Linked DNA regions of Pan troglodytes: region 2 is linked to region 1. The links are chromatin contacts, called in public Hi-C maps. All regions are on one chromosome and are shown on one strand. The core of a region is the stretch at or near the end of the contact, and the rest is flanking DNA. Distances in the headings are between cores, read along the strand shown.

Region 1 (3,127 bases), core at 4-2,503:
CAGGGCTGCCTTTCCCTTATTGCTCAATTTAACCTCTTCCTAGAGGTTCTGTAAGTTCAAGGGCAGGATCCGTGTCGGATTCATCAACAAGTACAGCGCCTAGCACAGAGTAGGGGGCTCAAGAAATACGTGTCGACTGCACGATTGCTAAGATTTCCCTGTAACAGGCGGTTTTTTTCTTGTCTCTCTCATCCCTCCTGCCCCGGGTGCAGACCGCAAACAGCGCCGCCGAACTTCCCAACAGGCAGGGAGAGGGCCGATCCGGGCTGGCGCACCACGTCCCCGGGGTCTCAGTCCCTGGGTCAACGCAGAGAGGCTCGCGGTCCGCGGTGCTACGACCTGAGCCCGGCCACGTGAAGCGTCACGCCCTGCGCTGCTGCAGGGCAGGCGCCGCCGCCGCGGTTGTGTAACGCTGCAGCCGGAGGGGAGGCGACCCGGGCGCCTCTGCTCCGGAGGGGGCAGCGGAGGGAGGGAACGCCGGGCACCGCGCCCGGTATCTTTCTGTGCTTGACTGGCCGGGAGGAAGGGGGTGACACTGGAGCACCCAGGGGGCTGCGCAACCGGGTGCCCGCCCGCCCGCAGGTTGTGCCCAGGAGCGGAGCTCCTGGGAGCGAGGGGCCCTCGGCTCACACCCTCCACGGTCAGGTGCGCGCGGCGTGCTCGGCGGCAGCCTCAGCTGCCCCTGCGCTTGGCCGTCGGCCCGCTTCCCATGGGGTGACATCCGCCCCGCCCCTCGGTCCCTCCCCAAGGCGGGCAATTCCTGGACGCGAGGGTGAGCAGTGGGGGCAGGGAAGCCAGGACGGAAAGAAACCCCAGCCTCTGGGGAAGGCTGGGGGGCCGGGCGACTCCCTCCGCTGCGCGCCGGTTCCTCCAAGCGGGCCGGGCGGGGGAGGAGGAAGAGGGCTGGGCTGGAGCTAGCAAGGGGATATTCCTCTCCCGGCTTGAGTCAGACGCGGGCGGATCCGTCCTCCCCCGTTCCCTCCCAGGAGACGGGAACTTACTTCATTTCCCTGGGGCAGGTTCGCCCACGTTACCAACTTCTCCCCCTCCCCCAGCACCCCCGTCCCTTCCAGCTTCCGCGCCCCCCACCCAACTGGGCAGGACCCAGGTCGTGCTGCCACCCCCTCTTCGGGGAAAGGCGGCCGCAGCCGCAGACACCTGGGGGCCGGGGCTGAGGGTGGGGGCTCCCTAGCAGCCGCCGGAGCGTTGTCCAACACGTGAGACTCATGTGATGAAGCCGGGGGAGGGCGGGCAGGTCGCTCCTTCCCTCCCCGGCAGTGGCCAGACGTGCCTGGAGTCACAGGGTAGAACACGTAGCTCCAACCCACCCACTCGCTCCCATTTAACCCAGCCCGCAGCCTCTCCATTACTCCTCGGCTTGCCCCCCCACCCCCCCACTCCGCCCTAACCGCCCCCCCCTCACCCGCTCCCTCCCGCCTCCCCGCCCGCCCCACTTCTCATTCACTTGGCTTGCACGGCGCAGACCGCGCAGGGAGCACACACCGCCAGTCTGTGCGCTGAGTCGGAGCCAGAGGCCGCGGGGACACCGGGCCATGCACGCCCCCAACTGAAGCTGCATCTCAAAGCCGAAGATTCCAGCAGCCCAGGGGATTTCAAAGAGCTCAGACTCAGAGGAACATCTGCGGAGAGACCCCCGAAGCCCTCTCCAGGACAGTCCTCATCCAGACGCTCCGCTAGTGCAGACAGGAGCGCGCAGTGGCCCCGGCTCGCCGCGCCATGGAGCGGATCCCCAGCGCGCAACCACCCCCCGCCTGCCTGCCCAAAGCACCGGGACTGGAGCACGGAGACCTACCAGGGTAAGTTGGCACTCCTTGGCCCTTCAAGCCTCAACTCCAGCCCCATGTTATGCGCCACTCTCAACTTGGAGCAGCTCCGGGCGCACCGGGAGGTTCTTGCCCGGCAGAACGCCTGCAGCCGTGCGCAAGCAGTCACGACCCTTCCTGGTCTCTCTTCCTGCAGGATGTACCCTGCCCACATGTACCAAGTGTACAAGTCAAGACGGGGAATAAAGCGGAGCGAGGACAGCAAGGTAAGCAAGTGCACCCCTAGGGACCCTGCGCTCAGCCCCTCGCGCGCGCTGAGTTTCCAAGAAAAGTTTTCTCGCTTTGAGGTTGGCGAGGGGATGCAGGGTGTGGGCTCGGTGCCTCTTCTGAGTGACTTGGAAAAGAAAGGGCAGACGATGGTTCTGGGTGCTACTCTGCTACTCTGCTCCTCTGCCGGACTGTTGCTGCGGGGCTGGGAGGATAGGCTTCTCATCTCCTTCCCCAAGCGCCCACCGCCTCCCCGTGCGTCTTGCAGGAGACCTACAAATTGCCGCACCGGCTCATCGAGAAAAAGAGACGTGACCGGATTAACGAGTGCATCGCCCAGCTGAAGGATCTCCTACCCGAACATCTCAAACTTACAGTAAGTGAGAAGCTGGCCCCTTTCCAACCCAGTCCTTTGCCCAGAGGGCGGGCGGGTCACTCGCCGCCTGCAGGTTCCGCGGGGAACTGCAGACCAGACTGGCGGATCAGAGCTGGCGGGTGGCTCTGCGGTGGGGTCCTCCTCCACAGTCCTGGCGTTTTCGGGCTGACTCATGCAAATGAGGCGAGAACCACTTGGACCTCTCCAAGTTGGCTCCAACACCAACTGGCCTTCCTTTTCAGGAGTTTAACTTCTGGTGATTTTCAGGATTCCCTGGTTTTTCTCACTTAAAGGAACACGCCAAGAAACACACACATTTTATTTACCCCTTCCCCTCTACCACTCCCCCCACCTTTTTTGTTGTTAAATAAGGGGACTTGCTTTGGTGTGTGATTTTTACGGCCTGTCCTTTCTTGACAGTAGCCCTCGGCTACTTCGCAGCCTTTGGTTGGGGAAATGGAAAAAAAAAAATAGTATTTCGGGAGGAACAAAAAAGCCTGGATGAGCTGGAAGTTCTGAAAGGGTGTAAGGAAAGAAGTAGGGAAAGCCTCTTGGCTGCCAGACATAATAGAGGTCCCTCTCTGAGTTGACACCACTGCAGGAAAATGTTCTCTCTGGATTCCCCTGAGTTAAGGTCGGCAGAGGCTGCTGGAGAAATTTACCTGTCAAAGGATTTTCCTGAAGTAGTTGCAGCTTCCAA
Region 2 (3,232 bases), core at 531-3,030, 47 kb after region 1:
ATTTGCTTAGCTTTTCCCCCCAAGCAGAAAAAAAAAAAAAAAAAAAAAGAGAACACGACCCTAGGCTCCTTTCAAATTATAATAAAATCTAGACGGAAATGGTCCAAATGAATGAGGTTTTCCTGGGATGTTTCTATACACTGCAGTCTCTCCATTCTTTCCAAAGCCGAGTACAAGTGCATTAAGCGCTTACATGGACCAGGACGCTATTCTGCTCATTACTGAGCATTAATTTACAGCTCTGGGACATGGACAAGTTACTTCGCCTCTGTGTCTCGGTCTCTTCATCTGCAAAGTAGGGACCAAAGTGATAGAACTGACCTCATAGGGTTGTTGTATCAAATGAGGTAATAATGGTAGTGGCTTTGGCACAGCGTTTGGCATACAGTAGGCCTCAATGCTAGTTGCATTGATGTTATTACGTGTTTCTTATTTGGAATTACTTTTATCCTCATCTCACATTATTAACACATAATTCAAGATTAAATGCATGGTTTTAAAAATGCAGTAAAAATGCATCAATTCCAAAGAAAAAGGGCCATGTCTGTCATGTTAATTGATGTTTTGCAAGGCTGCCTGGTAATGGTAAAGACTTCTAGTTTAGGACTCAGATTTGATTTTACTTCCCAGCTGGTCTCACATTAACTGGGTATTCTACTCTGTAAAATGGGGATAACACCTACCTCATAAGGTTGTGTTGAAGCCACAAGTTCATGCCGGTGCAGCTTTGCAAGGCTTAATACGTGCTGGCTAGCGCTGTTATTATCCGTCTCTCTTCACCTGGCACGCTCGGGGTACTCAGGAAATACTTGCCAAAAGTAATTAAAACAAACATTGCAGCCAGGTGTGGTGGGTCGCACCTGTAATCCCAGCACTATGCGAGGACAAGGCAGGTGGGTCACTTGAGGTCAGGAGTTCGAGACCAGCCTGGCCAACATGGTGAAACCTTGTCTCTATTAAAAATATATATATAAAAAAAGAAACATTAGCTGAGCGTGGTGGTATGCACCTGTAATACCAGCTACTGGAGAGGCTGGGACAAGAGAATGGATTGAACCAGGGAGGCGGAGGTTGCAGTGAGCCAAGATCGAGACACGGCACTGCAGCCTGAGTGACAAATCAAGACTCTGTCTCAAACAACAGCAACAAATAAACAAACAAAAAAATATATATATTGCTTCACTGATAGTGGATGGGCCATTGACTCTTAAGAGGTTCGTGAGACCCTGATCTATGGCAAGAAAGGTAAGAAAAAACCCAACTCAAACCAAACCAAATCACAGAGGCTTGAAAAGTCAGCTCTCCCAGTTACAGGCTATCCTAGGGCTCTTCTCTGGGCTCTAGTTTTCTCTGGCTTGTTTCTAACACCCTCAGGCGAGTGTGCTTTGAAAACTTGACAATCAGGTACAATATGGAAGGTGGGCCACCGGGTGCCTTCAGGGCAGAATCCAGGACCTGTAGTGGGTGGCCTCGTCTCCTGGGGCCTGCACCCTAGAGCCAGTGGCTTCCTGAGTGGGCCGTGCCCCGGGTCACTTCCCGGGGGCGGGTTAGCCTCACTGAGGCGGCCAGGATGCTCTTGGTCTCCTAGACAACAGTGTGTGACCGAGGAGATGCAGTAAACGAGTGGTGTCATCCTGCGAAACCAACCCACCCCCCCACCCCGCCCCCTCACAGCCGGGCCCCGGCCGCAGGAAGTGGAATTCTTCTGGGAAAGAGACTGACGTCGCCGGTGGCCGCGGTCCCTGCCCCTGCCCTGGCAGGCGCTGATGCAAGCGCCGGCTCGCGCCTGCAGGCAGGCGGTCCCCGGGGAGCTGGCGCAGCGCTCTCTCCGTCTTGCTCCCTTCCGGCCACCCCCGCCCGGCTTTCCCTGTGAGAAGTCAACAGCTCCTGGGTGGTTTCCCACCGAAAGGCCCAGCGGGGGGTGTGGGGGGAGGGGCTGAAGTGTCTTTGCCCAAACCCGTTCTTCTTTCTCCCCAGCTCCTCCCAGACTGGGTTTGGGAGAATCCCAGCATCTCAACCTGGCCACGTGTCTGGGTCAATCTGAAGGGCTCTCGGTGCCTCCAGCCCCTCCCTGGGACAGCCTGGGTGGCCTGAGATACCTGGTGCCAGCGCTGCCAAGGAAACCGTCCGGACCACTAGGGAACCTTGGGTCTGGATGGGGAGGCGGTGAAGAGCCTCTGGGGTGGAAGTGGTCCAGCCAAGGCTGGTCTCCATCGCCTTCTGCTGGCAAACGGAAGAGTTGCTCTGAAATCCCTCCTGGAACCTCCCAGAGGCTTGGGGAGGGGTGGGGGCGGGGCGCGCCCTGGAATGTTAGAGGCCGCCCTTTTCTTTTTTTTTTTTGAGACAGAGTCTCACTCTGTCGCCCAGGCTGGAGTGCAGTGGCGCGATCTCGGCTCACTGCAACCTCCACCTCCCGGGTTCAAGCAATTCTCCTGCCTCAGCCTCCTGAGTAGCTGGGACTACAGGCGCCCGCCACCACACCCTACTAATTTTTTTTTTTTTGTATTTTTAATAGAGACGGGGTTTCACCATGTTAGCGAGGATGGTCTTGATCTCCTGACCTCATGATCCGTCAGCCTCGGCCTCCCAAAGTGTTGGGATTGCAGGCGTGAGCCACCGCGCCCGGCCAGAGGCCACTCTTTTCATAAAGCAGACCGGGAAACTGAGGTTCAGAGAGGGCAGGGTACCTGTCCATAGTCCCTCAGCTATTCTAAGACCAAGTCACGACCGGAATTCGCACTGAAGCTCACTGTACAATTTCCATGCTTTGGTTTTGTTTTGTTTTTGAGATGGAGTTTCGCTCTTGTTGCCCAGTCTGGAGTGCAGTGGCCCAATCTCAGCTCACTGCAACCTCCGCTTCCAGGGTTCAAGCGGTTCTCCTGCCTCAGCCTCCCGAGTAGCTGGGGCTTCAGACGTGGGCCACCATGCCCGGCTAATTTTTGTATTTTTAGTAGAGACAGGGTTTCACCATGTTGGCCAGACTGGCCTTGAACTGACCTCAAGCGATCCGCCCGCCTTGGCCTCCCAAAGTACTGGGATTACAGGTGTGAACCACCGCACCCAGCAACAACCCCCATGCTTTTTAAAGCCGGAAGTCTTCACATAGTTGACGACTCCTCTCTGCGGCCTTGCGCTCCTGCGAGCCCTTTCTCCATCACTGCATCCCAGCAGCAGCTCCAAGTGTGGTTCCAGACCCCAAGTCTTTCAGGGAGTATGTGAAGTCAAAACTAGT

Evidence for each region. Hi-C and Micro-C count contacts between places; a contact is called where the count stands out from the background.
Region 2: a contact with region 1 is called in a Hi-C map of stem cell-derived neural progenitor cells, with 6 times the contacts expected there. The contact joins the enhancer-like site here to the promoter of BHLHE40 in region 1. A contact is called at or near these places in 2 of 7 Hi-C or Micro-C datasets (blood and stem cell-derived neural progenitor cells).

Annotation. Positions count from the first base shown.
Region 1 is chr2:9,015,087-9,018,213 of NHGRI_mPanTro3-v2.0_pri, forward strand. It overlaps BHLHE40 (basic helix-loop-helix family member e40), which reads left to right and starts at 1,254. Exons shown (of 5, transcript XM_516248.9): 1 at 1,254-1,817; 2 at 1,981-2,050; 3 at 2,320-2,427. The coding sequence starts at 1,738.
Region 2 is chr2:9,061,946-9,065,177 of NHGRI_mPanTro3-v2.0_pri, forward strand. No RefSeq gene overlaps it. Among named protein-coding and RNA genes, the nearest start is that of BHLHE40, 47 kb to the left of the region's middle. Within about 2 kb of position 1,781, at least 18 of the 24 cell types and tissues checked have an H3K27ac peak or open chromatin away from gene starts, as enhancers often do. A contact at or near this core is called in stem cell-derived neural progenitor cells, where this site is marked.